Regions from separate parts of the Ovis aries genome. Here region 1 is linked to region 2. A link is a contact called in public Hi-C data. All regions are on one chromosome and are shown on one strand. The core of a region is the stretch at or near the end of the contact, and the rest is flanking DNA. Distances in the headings are between cores, read along the strand shown.

Region 1 (6,985 bases), core at 2,903-5,402, 160 kb before region 2:
GTAGCACAGAGAGAGGTTGTTCACAATCATTCCTGAAGAAAGAAGAGTCAGAAATTCAAATGGAGAAAAATCTCTTCTGTTACCCAGAGCAGGCTTTCCTTTTCCTCCCAACATGTAGTACTTTGTTTTCCTTTTCTCTGATCATAAAAACAATGCAAGCTCGTTCACACATCCAACAAATATTTATTAAGTGTGTGGTCCGTGCCAGTCACTGTCCTAGTCTTTGTGGATACCTGAGAAGAAAACAAAGATTCCTATTCTGCTAGAGCTTTCATGCTGGTGGGGAATGAAGAGTGCACAGCAGAGGAAACAGTCAGTGCAAAGGCCCTGGGGCAGGAGCAAGTCTGATGTGTTAGACTAGTACAAAGGCTGACATAGTTGAGCACAGAAAGAAGAAGGGTAATGGACGTCAGATACAGGATGGATGTCCTAAGCAGATAGGACACAATGGTGAGATCCCAAATGGCCTTGTAGGATGCCCTATGGGCTTTATTAGCTCCTCACGATATGAGCCAGCAAGAGTTTCAAGAAGAGGAGTGGCATGACGGATCACATTTCCCCATGATCACAGTGACTGCTGCATGAAAAGCTATGGTAGACACAGGGAGACCAGTTAGACTCTTCAGTCACTGACATGAGAGATGATGGTGGCTCAGGATGGGGAGAGAGTTGTGGAGGTGGTGAGAAGTCATCATATTCTAAATAACCTTTGAAGGTAAACTCAACAGGAGTAAAACAAGCGAAAAAAAACCCGAAATCTTTAAAAAGGATAACCAATAAGCACCTACCGTCTAGCACAGGGAACTCTGCTCAATGTTATGTGGCAGCCTGGATGGGAAGGGAGTTTCGGGGAGAATGGATACATATATATATGGCTGAGTCCCTTTACTGTTCATCTGAAACTATTATAACATTGTTAAATAGCTATACCCCAATATAAAATAAACAGTTAAAAAAATACCAGTGTCCAGGCCTGCCCTCAAGTCAATTAAATCAGACTATGAAGCTCACTAGGGCAGGAATTTTGCCTGTTTTATTCACATGAAAAGTACCTGGCACATACATGGTGCTCAGAAAATATTTACTGCTTGAATAAATGAATGAATGTACCACTATCACCTGAGACTCAAGGAAAAATTCCTTTTAAAATTTAGGGAGTAACTAGGCAACATAAGTTTCCATGGCAGCTCTGAGAAAAACATTACCTAATGAGGCTACCACTCGCAGGAGCTTGCATTTTTTCCACAATAAGTAAACCTTTCTTATTTCTAGAAGACTCTTGAGAGTCCCTTGGACTGCAAGGAGATTCAACCAGTCAGTCCTAAAGGAAATCAGTCCTGAATATTCATTGGAAGGACTGATGCTGAAGCTGAAACTCCAATACTTTGGTCACCTGATGCAAAGAACTGACTCACTGGAAAAGACCCTGCCGCTAGGAAAGATTGAAGGCAGGAGGAGAAGAGGATGAGATGGTTGCATGGCATCACCGACTCAACGGACATGAGTTTGAGTAAGCTTCGGGAGTTGGTGATGGACAGGGAAGTCTGGCGTGCCACAGTCCATGGGGTCGCAAAGAGTCAGACACGACTGAGCAACTGAACTGAACTGATAAAGTGCTTTGTAAAACATCTTGTAAAATATCCGTCTCAATAACAACTAGAGGTTACTCAATGTCTGCTGTGAGCAGGAGGGAAAGAGGGGATTTACAGAATATCTAAAGAAATTATAAGAAAGGGACTTCCCCGGTGGTCCAGTGGTTAAGACTCCATTCTTCCAACTGCATGGGGCACTGGTTTGATTCCCAGTCAGGGAACTAAGACCCAGCATGCCGTGCAGGGTAGCCAAAAAAAAAGAAATCAAGAGTAAGAAACTAGGGGCTATGAGAAGAGACTGACAGGCTCAGACAGGTTCTAATCCCTATGACATTTTGAGGTAATCACATTGTAAGAGTTTGAGCATGAGAAAGCAGCCACTAACCAGTTACCCTGTCCCAAATATTTGGATGAAAGTCAAATGCAAATACATACCTATGTATTATTCTTTTCTGATAATTCTTTCAATGTATCTGTTCTGCCTCGGTGCAAAACAATTCTTTGTTTTATATCTGAAAAAAAGAGTAGCACAGGTAAATGGATGAAACCTGTCAAATCGGACATCCAAGGAGCCCTTCAGCTAAGGAACAAGGAGCTCTGAGTTCTGGGCAAGAATCATAAAAGTAGTGTAGAATCACAATATCGTAGCATATTCTTTGCATCAACTCCCCTCTATCATATCACCACTCAGTGGTCATTGACCTGTACATGAAATTTTCAGTGACAGAAAATCCAGCACTCTCCAGACAGATCTGGGCATTTCTGGTTGCTACAGTAGTCTTTATGTCAAATTTGGAATCTGACTCCGTCATCAGTCCCAGTCTGCCTTCTGGAATGGTTCATCCCAAGGCACACCTCATCTCTTTTCCGTCTGACACAGTCCCCAAACACATGAGGACAATTTTATTCTTCCCGAAATTCTCTTCTCCCACATCACCCTCCTTAAATCGCCCCTTTCTGTGCTTATGGCTTTCAGGGGCCCCCCAAGGTTTCTTGATCCCAAGGGCATGACAAGAAATGGCATCAATATGCCCGGTACAGATTCTGGGGAAGGGGCTGGGCCACACGAGAACCTGGCAAATGTAGCTCCCTGAAGCAAGAGTACATGCAGCAACCCCAGCCTCTCTTCAGTCCCCATCCTCTATCCAAGGTTCTCAACAGCACACTGTTGATATTTTGGGCCAGATCATTCTTTTTTGGCGGGGGCGGGGGGGGGGGGCGGGTGGCTGTCCTGTGCATTGTGCCATATTTAGTAATATCCTGGTCTCTACCCACTAGAAGCCTGTAGCACATCCCCAGATGTGACAAATAAAGATGTCTCCAGCCATTGTCAAGTGTCCTCCAGGAAGGGTGGGGGCAAAAGTCACTTTCACTCAAGAGCCACCACTCCATCCAGTAACTCTGATTACCTGTCATTACTCTCTCTTCCTCTAGTTTAACAGATAACTCTCCAGAAAAGCCTATCGTGTATCAAAGCACTATTTGAAATATAATAGTATTTATCTTTATAACAGTATGTAATGAAAGTTAAACTTTTCTCCAGGGACTTCCCTGGTGGTCCAGTGGTTAAGATTCCATACTTGCACTCCAGGCAGCACCAAAGGCTGTGCAGCAGTGGCCAACAAAAAACCCCAAAACCTCTTTCTTCCAATGTTAAGGCTCTTCCAAGTAGTTAACCCATATTTACCTTATCCCCTACCCCAGGCACTAGAGATTACAGAAATGATCTGATGCCCATTTTCTATATCCGTTCAGGAAGTACCAATTGTGTAAGGTTTTTTCGCAACCTGAACTGAATTTAGGTAAAATATTCTGCCTGATCATGACTTTGTGAGACAAGTCATATACCTGTAGCAGGACCCTCCCACTACTATTCAAGTAATTTAGGCATCCAACCTGAAAGCCGGAGGAGCTAGGTGAGCTTCAGGATGAGAAGTTGGAAAGGGTAACAAGAGAAGGAAGAATGAATCTCAGCTGAAAAGCAAGCGGAAAAGGTCCGAAGAGATGAGTTCTCTTGAGTGAAGAGATGATATGCTGAAGTCCATCGGCTTGCTCTCTGGGCCCTCACCTCTCTGGGCGGTGGGGGAACGCTGAGCCTAGATCTACCCCTGGTCTCGGCCCCCAGGCCTGACCATTCACTCAGATTCTCAATAAATATTTATATTAGAAGACCTTACAAGGGGAGCATATCTGTGAAAACACCGCCGCACCCTCACAGTTTACACGGGGCGATCAGAACTGGACATGCCATTACAGGAGCTGTGAGGGCGACAAAGGAGAATTGTAGGGATCCGACATCGGATCGCCAGAAGCCCTCAGCCCTCCTGATTCCTAATGCCAGGGCCCCATCGCCGCCTGTCGCCGGACCCCGATCCTGCCTTCATCGCGCACCCTTCCCCAAGGTTAGCCGGGGCCTGGACGTCACCACCCGGTTTGGACCTACAGACCTCGCCGCTGCTGAACTCTACAGATCCTCCCTCCTTCCACCCAGTTCGCCAATTCCTCATGCCTTACTGAGCCGCGCCGGCCACCGTCCGCGAGGACTTGGCGCGCGCATGACGTCATTGTTGTGCGCCTCTTCCGCACCAAGGGGACTATGGCTCTAGCACTGCAGCTACGGCTGTTGTCGCTCGTGCCTCGGTTGCTTCTGGCGCCTCGACGGGACCTGACAGTCCGCGGTCCCGATGAGCCCCTGCCCGTGGTGCGCATCCCGCGGGCTCTACAGAGGCGGCAGGAACAGCGGCAGAGCGGGCAGCGGAGCCCCCTGCGGCCGGTGTTGGTGCGACCTGGCCCGCTGCTGATCTCGGCCCGACGACCGGAGTTGAACCAGCCCGCACGCCAAACGCTGGGCCGTTGGCAGGCTGCGCCACTCGTTTCGCGAGGCTGGAAGCATCGGCGCGCTCGCCAGGACTATTTCTCCATTGAGCGCGCTCAGCATGAGGCCCCAGCGCTGCGGAACCTCTCGTCCAAGGGCAGCTTCGCCGATCTGGGTCTGGAGCCCCGTGTGCTGAGCGCACTCCAAGAAGCTGCTCCCGAAGTCGTTCGGCCCACAACCGTGCAGTCGAGTACCATTCCCCCATTACTTCGCGGCCGCCACATCCTCTGCGCCGCGGAAACCGGCAGTGGCAAGACTCTCGGCTACATGCTACCTCTGCTTCAACGGCTCTTGGGCCAGCCAAGCCTGGACGCCAGTCGTATCCCTGCTCCTCGAGCCCTGGTCCTTGTGCCTTCTCGAGAATTAGCTGAACAGGTGCGGGCCGTGGCCCGGCCCTTGGGCAGCTCCTTAGGCCTCCGGGTGCAGGAGTTAGAGGGAGGCCATGGCATGAGTAGGATCAGGCTGCAACTGTCCAAACATCCTCCAGCAGATGTACTGGTGGCCACTCCGGGGGCTCTGTGGAAGGCCCTGAAAGGTCAACTGATCAGCCTGGCGCGCCTCTCTTTCTTGGTGTTGGATGAGGTAGATACATTGTTGGATGAAAGTTTCCTGGAACTAGTGGATTACATATTGGAGAAGAGTCACATAGCAGAAGGCCCCGCTGACTTAAAAGACCCTTTCAATCCCAAAGCTCAGTTAGTGCTGGTGGGGGCCACATTTCCCGACGGTGTAGGCCAGCTGCTGAGTAAAGTTGCCAGCTTAGACTCTTTAACCACCATTACCAGTTCCAAGCTCCACTGCATCATGCCTCATGTCAAACAGACGTTCTTGAGGCTGAAAGGAGCAGAGAAGGTGACTGAGTTGGTGCAGATCCTCAAGCAGCATGACAGAGCACATAGGACTGGCTCCACAGGAACTGTTCTCGTGTTCTGTAACAGCTCCAGCACTGTGAACTGGCTGGGATATATTCTGGATGACCACAAAATCCAACACTTAAGACTGCAGGGACAAATGCCAGCCTCCATGAGGGCAGGTATCTTCCAGTCCTTCCAGAAGGGCTCCCGAGACATACTTCTCTGCACAGACATCGCCTCTCGGGGCCTGGACAGCACCCAGGTGGAAATCGTCATCAATTATGATTTCCCTCTCACCCTGCAGGATTACATCCACAGAGCAGGGAGGGTGGGCCGTGTGGGGAGTGAGGTGCCAGGAACAGTCATCAGCTTTGTGACCCATCCCTGGGATGTGAGCCTGGTTCAGAAGATTGAGCTGGCAGCTCGCAGGAGGAGAAGCCTACCAGGTCTAGCGTCCTCCGTAAGTGAGCCTTTGCACCAGGAAACCTTACTGCAGCAGGCTTAAATATGATGCCATAACAGGGGTCTTTCCCTGTGTGCTGGATGGGTGAGCACACTTGTCAGCAGGATGCTCTGGGCTGCTTAGTCACCTTCTAAAGGCCCCAGCTGCTGGTCAACACTGGAGGGTGAACTACTGAACGTGGCTCTCTGTAGTCTTTCACACGAAGAATAAAGTTGATTTTGGCTTTGTATCATGTCATGATTTCTAACAGTAAGTGATGTTTCTGTAGTTTCCACCTGGGGCACAATTCACTGGATTCTGAGAAAATTCACACTCCAAACTACTGCACCTAGGACAAAGGCTCCTTCAGTTGATGTTTTTGTTTCGACTTTATATTTCCTGCCCCAAAAACCATCCATTCCCTGGTGGTCCAGTGGTTAACAATCTGCCTCCTAATGCAGGGGATGTGGGTTTGAACCACATCCCCAGGGTTTGAACCCTGGTTGGGGAACTAAGATGCCATATGCTGTGGGACAGGGCAGCTAAATCCCAGCCTTACCCTGTGGCCACAGCTAAGACCTTACACAGGCAAATTTAAAAAAAAAAAAAAAATCCATTAAGCCCTCAGGAAAAGGAAAAGGGGATGTGACTAGCAATAGAGAAATTTTCTTTATGAACAATGGCCATGGCAAGCTTAGGCTGTCTTAGTGAAATCTCTCTGGGAAGCAGTGGCAGAAGAATAAAAGGCAGACTGACACAGAAGTATTCCTTAGTGTGCATTTCCAGCCTCTGCCTTCTTTCCCATCTCTTGGCTGCAGAGGAAGAGGAAAGGTTAAACGTTTTTATAAAACTGGCAAAATAAGCTTATAGCATCCGCTCACTATCTCCTATGTTCTATAAGCGTTATAGAACCTAGCAGCATTATATAAGCTTTGCCTAAAGTAAGGAATGGTTGAAAGAGAGAATACTTAAGAAAACAACTTAAAACTGCTCACACACTGAAAAGGATTAAGTTGGCAGAGAACAGGAATGGGCTCAGAGCAACCTTTGCCAAAAGAGAATATTGTGCTAAATGTACAGTCTTTCCCATATGAGGAAACAGTCAGAAAGATGAAAGAACTTGCTCAAAATCACACAAATAAGGACAGAATCTGGTCTGTGTCCTAAGAGTTGTGTTCTTTAACCACTAGGCTAAGTTTTCTCAAATGTGATTCACATGTAG
Region 2 (6,392 bases), core at 2,345-4,844:
TATCAGTTACATGTGGAATCTAAAATAATTATACAAGTTAACTTATTTACAAAACAAAGACTCACAGACACAGAAAACAAACTTACAGTTACCAAAGGGGATAGCAGAATGGGCATGGGAGAGATAAATTAGGATTTGAGGATTAACATATATATACTACTATACATAAAATTGGTAAACAACAGGACCTACTGTATAGCACAGGGAAATATACTCAATATAACCTATAATTTAATAATTACTATATAATTGTAATAATCACCTATAATGGAAAAAATCCTGAAAAAGAATATATGTATAATGGGATCACTTTTCTGTACACTTGAAACTAACACATTGTAGAGTAACCATACTTCAACAAAGAAGAACAGAAAATATAAGAACAGTAACAAAGGGGGACCAGCCTTGAAAATTCCCTGAGAAGACAAAACCAGTTTAGTCATAGAAATAAAGCTTAATTTAGCTTATTTTGGGTAACTTAAAAAATAAAAGAGGCCAGATTTCCAGTGCTGTCTGCCGTTTCTGTCAAGAGAAGACGGGGTTACCCTATTTTGGTTTCCGGCATACGCTGCTTTTTTGGTCTGGTTATCAAACAGCTGGTGAGCGGGTGGCTGGAAGGCGGTGTTCCCGTGAGCTGTGCTCTCTGCTTCCCCCTGCGGGTGAAAATGGGAAGGGCGGCCCGGGGGTCGGAGGGACTGCAGGAGAATGCAGCGCCCCCTGGTGGTTGAGTACGGTATCACTGTCGACGAGCAAAATAAAGGGAGTGAGAGCCTGGTCTCACTCCCACTGAGTAGGTGGCAGCTGGAGGGGCAGGGAGTCCCAAGTAATCCGGATCATGCGGTAATGTGGCTGCGCTTGGTCTCCGCTTAGAGTCCACAGTACCCTTTCTCGCCCTGATATCAGGTTTTTGATGTTTGAAGTCCCCAGCCTCACAAAGGGTACCTACAGCTCACGTTCCCATCTTCTACATAAGACACACTCACCTAAGTGTGTAGTGGAAAACTACCACAGCCCACAATTATCCATGGTGAGCTGGACTTACAAGTTTGCTCAGATGTGTTTTTTTACCTGTGGTTTTTGGACAATGGCTGTTTGCTGATTAAATAGTAATAACAATCTTACGATCATATCAACAAAACTCCTAAATCTTAATAACATAGCATTTTTTAAAATTTGTGGGGAGAATCAGCGATGGTACTCATTCCCCACTGCAGTGAAAGTGTAGAGTCCTAACCACTGGACTGCCAGGGAGTTCCCCAGCATTCATTTTTATACAAAAACGTCAAAGAACAGGAATGGAAGGAGAGACTGTCCTGAGACTGATAGAGTCCCTACTTCCAGTGCAGAGCCAGCAACACAGTGGATGAACATCCTTTGCTACTGCCTTCACACACCTACTCACAGCAGTTATGGCACACATTGTAGCAGCCACTCAAGTACTACATCAGGCACTAGGGCTGTAAAGACAAAAAAGATACAGTCATAGTTCTAAAAGACCCTGACAGATCTGGTGGGACCGTCCCAGCACCAAGCACAATGCCTGGCACATGGTAGGCTGGATGAAGAAATGAGGTCCACTCCAGAATGCTGTGTTGCAAGAGAAGGTTATCTGTGGGCAAGGGCTGGTCTGGGAAGGTTTTTCAGGTGAGGTGTGGCAAGTGTGCATGCTCCCACCTCAGAGGCTGGTGGGCCTGGCCTCTGACACACCCCTGACTGGGGATCAAAATTTGGAGATCCCACAGGACATTGCCACTAACCAGCAGTGTCTTCCGTTTCTGAGAAAGCTTGCGTTTCTGGGTATTCTTGGTTTCTGTGAAGAGGGAATCATCTATGGACACTCCTAAAGGCCGCAGGTGTGCTCTGCACAGAGAAGGAGAAAGAAAGGGTGGGTGACAGAGCCTTGAGTGGGGAGTGCACTTCCACCCTTCCCAGAACCACAAGACATGGGCTCCTCTCTCCTCCAAGCCAGGTTCTGGGTCTTCCCAGTGCTGCCACCAGATTCCCAAAGGTGCTGTCAACAAGCTCCCAATTCTGGGCTCAAAGTATTTTCCCACATTCCCAGAAACATTCTCCTCATCACTGGAATCTCATATATTCTGCAGTGGTATAACACCCCTTGCCAGGAACCCATAAAACCATGCAGGCCTACACTTCCTTCAGCATTCATCTGTGGCTCTAATGACCATTGTATGTACATTACCAGCACATTCTAGGGGTGTGATACCAAAGGCAGGTGCTATAGGACAAGAAGTACAGAGTCTGGAGTCAAGAGTCAGGGTGAGAGTCTTGAGCTTGTATTTACTACTTTCTACTTACTAGTTGATAGGACCCAGAGGCTGACATCTATCTTCTAACAGGAATCCTCTTGGGCATGTAATTTAACTTCACTCAGCCCAGTTTCCTTACAAGGAGATGGAGAGAATTCTTTTTTTTTTTTTTTAAACACATAATCCTCTGAGGAGTTCTAGTGTTTTATTTTTTAATTTTTAAAAAAATATTTATTTGGCTGTGGCTTTTCTGGCTATAGGAGCTTGTTATCATCATATTTGGAGTGTCCAGATGCTGCACCTGTGAATACAGGCAGGAGCTACCTTAAGGCTACAGGATGTTCTTGGGCTGCTTACAGATGCTTTTTTATCTTCAGCCAGTGGGTAAAGAGGCTGTTTATCCTGTGGCTAAGAGCTCAAATCTAGAGACTCCCATGGCTGAGATCAAATACCAGCTCCATGACTTATAAACATGTGTAAAACACGTGATCTCTTCAGACTTCTATTTCTTTGTTTGTAAAATGGTGATATTACCACCTCATAGAGTTGCTGTGAGGGTTAAATATGGTGTATGGAGCACTTGGCACTTAATGCACGCTCAACAGGAAAAAGCTGGCTGTTACTAATGATAAAGTGCGCCTCCCCTTTTACTGGGCTTCCCCTGTGGCTCAGCTGGTAAAGAATCCGCCTGCAATGCGGGAGACCTGGGTTGGATCCCTGGGTTGGGAAGATTCCCTGGAGAAGGGAAAGGCTACCCACTCCAGTATTCTGGCCTGTATAGTCCATGGGGTAGCAAAGAGTCGGACACGACTGAGTGACTTGCACTTTCACTTTCCCCTTTTACTAGAATGTAACCACCTTCCTGGGCTGACAAATCATCTGAGATTGTTTCTGTACCACTGTTCCTGTGGGGCTGGAGGCCCAGACCAATAGAAAAAGGCAGGAGGTGCAGAGGTCTGAAGCAGGTACCCTTTCTCTTTCTGGAAGTACTCAAAGCCTCCTCTCCGGCCTCACACCGCCAAGCGCCTACCTCGACGTGGTGGGGAAGTTGAGGGTTTGCGAGTTCTGAGAGTCCATGACGCTAGGGCAGCCGGGCAGTCGGGCACCCGGGCAGCCCGCACCCGCGGCCTGGGAAGCTGTGCTAGTGTACAGTCCGTCACCATGGCGACCAGATCCCAGCAGCCCATCGGCGGGGGCGGGATCAGGATTGTGTCACGCCCCCGAATCCGGCTCCCGCGCGCCGGGAGGAAAGCCAAGCAGCGAAGGTATACTCGGACGGGGAATAGGGACTGAGGGTCTCCTCAGAGTCAGTCATTACAGCGGATATGACCCTAGCGACCAGAGCTGAGGCTGGGGCATAAACAGAGGCCACGGGGGAGGGAGGTGAACTGAGAGGCCGGAGCAGCGTTGCCAGCGGGAATTGTAGTTTTCGGTATCTCAATGTCTTAGCTGAGCAGGCTTATGGCTGAGCAGGTTTGTACTACATCTCCCAGAAATCCCCACCAGCCTGAGCTGGTCCGCCCCTGGAGAACTCTGCATTATGGGAAGTGGAGTCCAAAATGTGGCGAGGCGTGGCAGGGTCCAAAGCGAGTTGCAGGACTGGGACTCGGTTTCCCTGCGGCCCTGGTCGGCTCTCTGGTCATTGGCTGAGCGGGGCGGATCTGGTCCTGCTCTTCCCCGCCCCCAGTGACACAATAGCAGCTCCCTCCAAGATGGCGGCGGCGACGGCGGACCCGGGAGCTGGGAGCCCTCAGGTTGGAGAGTCCTCCGGCGGGGCCACTGGGTGCGGGCTGCCGTCCCCAGGAGAGCAGGAACTGAGCCGGCGCTTGCAGCGCCTGTATCCCGCTGTCAACCAGCACGAGACGCCGCTGCCGCGCTCCTGGAGCCCCAAGGACAAGTACAACTACATCGGCCTCTCCCAGGGCAACCTCCGCGTCCACTATAAAGGTATCGGCCTTCTGGCCGAGGGGAGGAAAAGACCAGAGTGTCTTCGGGGTAGCTGTGCTGCCCAGCCGGTGCTCCATCATGTCCCTTCCCCAGCTCGGGTGCTCCGGGTTGGGCCTTAGCTCCTGTAGGGTGTCTAGGGTGGTGGAGCTGACCAGGCCAGTGATTGACTGCCTTGTCTGCTCTGCCCTGAGACACCCGGTGTCAGGAGAACCGCAACAGGTGTCCGAACCAGTTCTGGGCTGGACCTTCTTCCCAGGGTCCTCCTGCTTGTCCTGAGGTAGCTCTAGGGACTCTAGCTGAGCCCTTTACCGCTGCTGAGTTTCAAAAGTGCCTGAAGAAAAGGGTGGTCACATCCCCTCCGTCAACCAGAGGTCCATGAGCTTCCTCACCTGCCAGACATCCCAGACAGGGCCTGAGGTTCTGCCCCAAATCGTAGGGGCATCTTCCAGGGCTGCCTCTCTGTCCCCTATTCTTCGGAGTGGGCTGCGTGTATCCTGAGGAAGTCTCTCATGTAGGCACCCACATTGCATGTACCCTCCTGTGGTTTCTGTGGTGGACAGAGTCCCAGGCCGGGCTGCTGTGCTTAGGAGGAGGTGAACCAAAGGTGGGAGGTTTATGTATTTGCTTAGTTGTTGTCTAATTATTTCTTGGACTGTGCAAGGGCTTCCTCTGGCCATGAAGGGGTAAAGTTGCCATGGAGCAGAGAGGAATGAGGCTTCCATTTGTATGTCCCTCTGCTGAAATTTCTTCCTTGTCCTCTTCTACTAGGTCATGGCAAAAATCACAAAGATGCGGCGTCAGTGCGTGCCACCCACCCCATACCTGCTGCCTGTGGCATTTATTACTTTGAGGTGAAGATTGTCAGCAAAGGAAGAGATGGGTAAGCCCCTCCTGACCACCTTGCCCCCAACACTGAGCTGTTCCCTGTGGTCAGAGTTTGAGGTCTCCTGGTTGACACTTGTGCCTGTATGAGCTGCTGAGCTGCAAAGGGTTGAGTAGTGGGTGCCTGTTACCCGACTGTGGTCATGACCTGGTCTAAGCAGTAGCTTTTGATGGCAAGTAGGTACATTTTGTCAGAGAAGGCAATGGCAACCCACTCCAGTGTTCTTGCCTGGAGAATCCCAGGGACGGGGTAGCCTGGTGGGCTGCCGTCTCTGGGGTCGTACAGAGTCGGACACGACTGAAGTGGCTTAGCAGCAGCAGCAGCAGCAGGTACATTTTGTAGAAGAGGGGCTTCTCTTTGGTGATGATGTAATGACTGTTTCCCTCACAAGTCAGGGAAACAAGTAACAAGTTTACATTAACAGTTCAGCGTCCGGAATGAAGTTCCTCCACTGTTATGTGGTGTTTGTTACTTCCCTCCTTTCACACTGTTCCCGTATTCAAGGTTCCTTTTTATGGCATTTAGTCATGTAGAGGCCCCTGGGGACTTCAAAGAGATAGTAGAGTCTTTGCAGCATTCATCAAAGCTGTGGCAACCACTGGCCTGTCATCTTAGGGTAAACAGCATGGACATGGTCAGAATCAGGTGACCTTGCTACTCATAAACTTGTTTTTCAGTCCAGTGACTTGAACACCAGTTGGACCAGCTTTAGGAAGGTCCTCATTAAAGTCAGCATTGGGGAGGCTCCCTAGTTTAGGGTGATCTAAGCAGATATAGGAAATCAGAGGGGAAATTTTTCATTTCTCTTCCTTTTCTTCTCCTAGTTTGCCTCTTTTTTTCTGGTGATTATCACAAAGCAGGTGTTTAAGTTATAAAATACAATGATTTTAGCTGCCTTGGAAAGATTTTCCTCATCAAACCTTAGGTCTGGTTTGGGTGGTTTGCCAGCCCCACCAGCGACCTTTGTTCCTACCCTGAATGTGTGTTCTTGAGCATTCAGAGTACTTCCTTTCTGAAGGGACAGTCCCCCTTGTGGTACTTGTAAAATGCATGGCCAGGGGGCTTTGCTAGGGGCAGGACTGCCGGAATTGGAGCTGTGTCTGCTTCCTTGGTGAAGTTGTCCCTGCCTGGGATGGCTCTGTGGTTGTGGGTAGTAATGGGGCTTCCATCTGCTTGTCTGTCCTCTGGGGAGCTAGGCCAGCATCTGAGCTACCTTTAATCCCAGAATTCTGTGATTCTGAAATTCTGACCATGGCAAGCTATTACATCTTTTACTTTTATCCCCATGTAGTGAA

Evidence for each region. Hi-C and Micro-C count contacts between places; a contact is called where the count stands out from the background.
Region 1: a contact with region 2 is called in a Hi-C map of hypothalamus, with 2.2 times the contacts expected there. The contact joins the promoter of DUS2 here to the promoter of TSNAXIP1 in region 2. A contact is called at or near these places in 3 of 16 Hi-C or Micro-C datasets (hypothalamus, muscle and tail adipose tissue).

Annotation. Positions count from the first base shown.
Region 1 is chr14:35,039,457-35,046,441 of ARS-UI_Ramb_v3.0, reverse strand. It overlaps DUS2 (dihydrouridine synthase 2), which reads right to left and starts at 4,152. Exons shown (of 17, transcript XM_042231828.2): 1 at 4,107-4,152; 2 at 2,028-2,104; 3 at 1-32. The coding sequence starts at 30. It overlaps DDX28 (DEAD-box helicase 28), which reads left to right and starts at 4,177. Exons shown (of 1, transcript XM_027978106.2): 1 at 4,177-6,013. The coding sequence starts at 4,189. The coding sequence ends at 5,826.
Region 2 is chr14:34,882,069-34,888,460 of ARS-UI_Ramb_v3.0, reverse strand. It overlaps TSNAXIP1 (translin associated factor X interacting protein 1), which reads right to left and starts at 3,594. Exons shown (of 12, transcript XM_060398381.1): 1 at 3,298-3,594; 2 at 1,758-1,860. The coding sequence starts at 3,344. RANBP10 (RAN binding protein 10) reads left to right here and starts at 3,952. Exons shown (of 14, transcript XM_012189974.5): 1 at 3,952-4,214; 2 at 4,983-5,094. The coding sequence starts at 3,980. It also overlaps a transcript of CENPT not described here.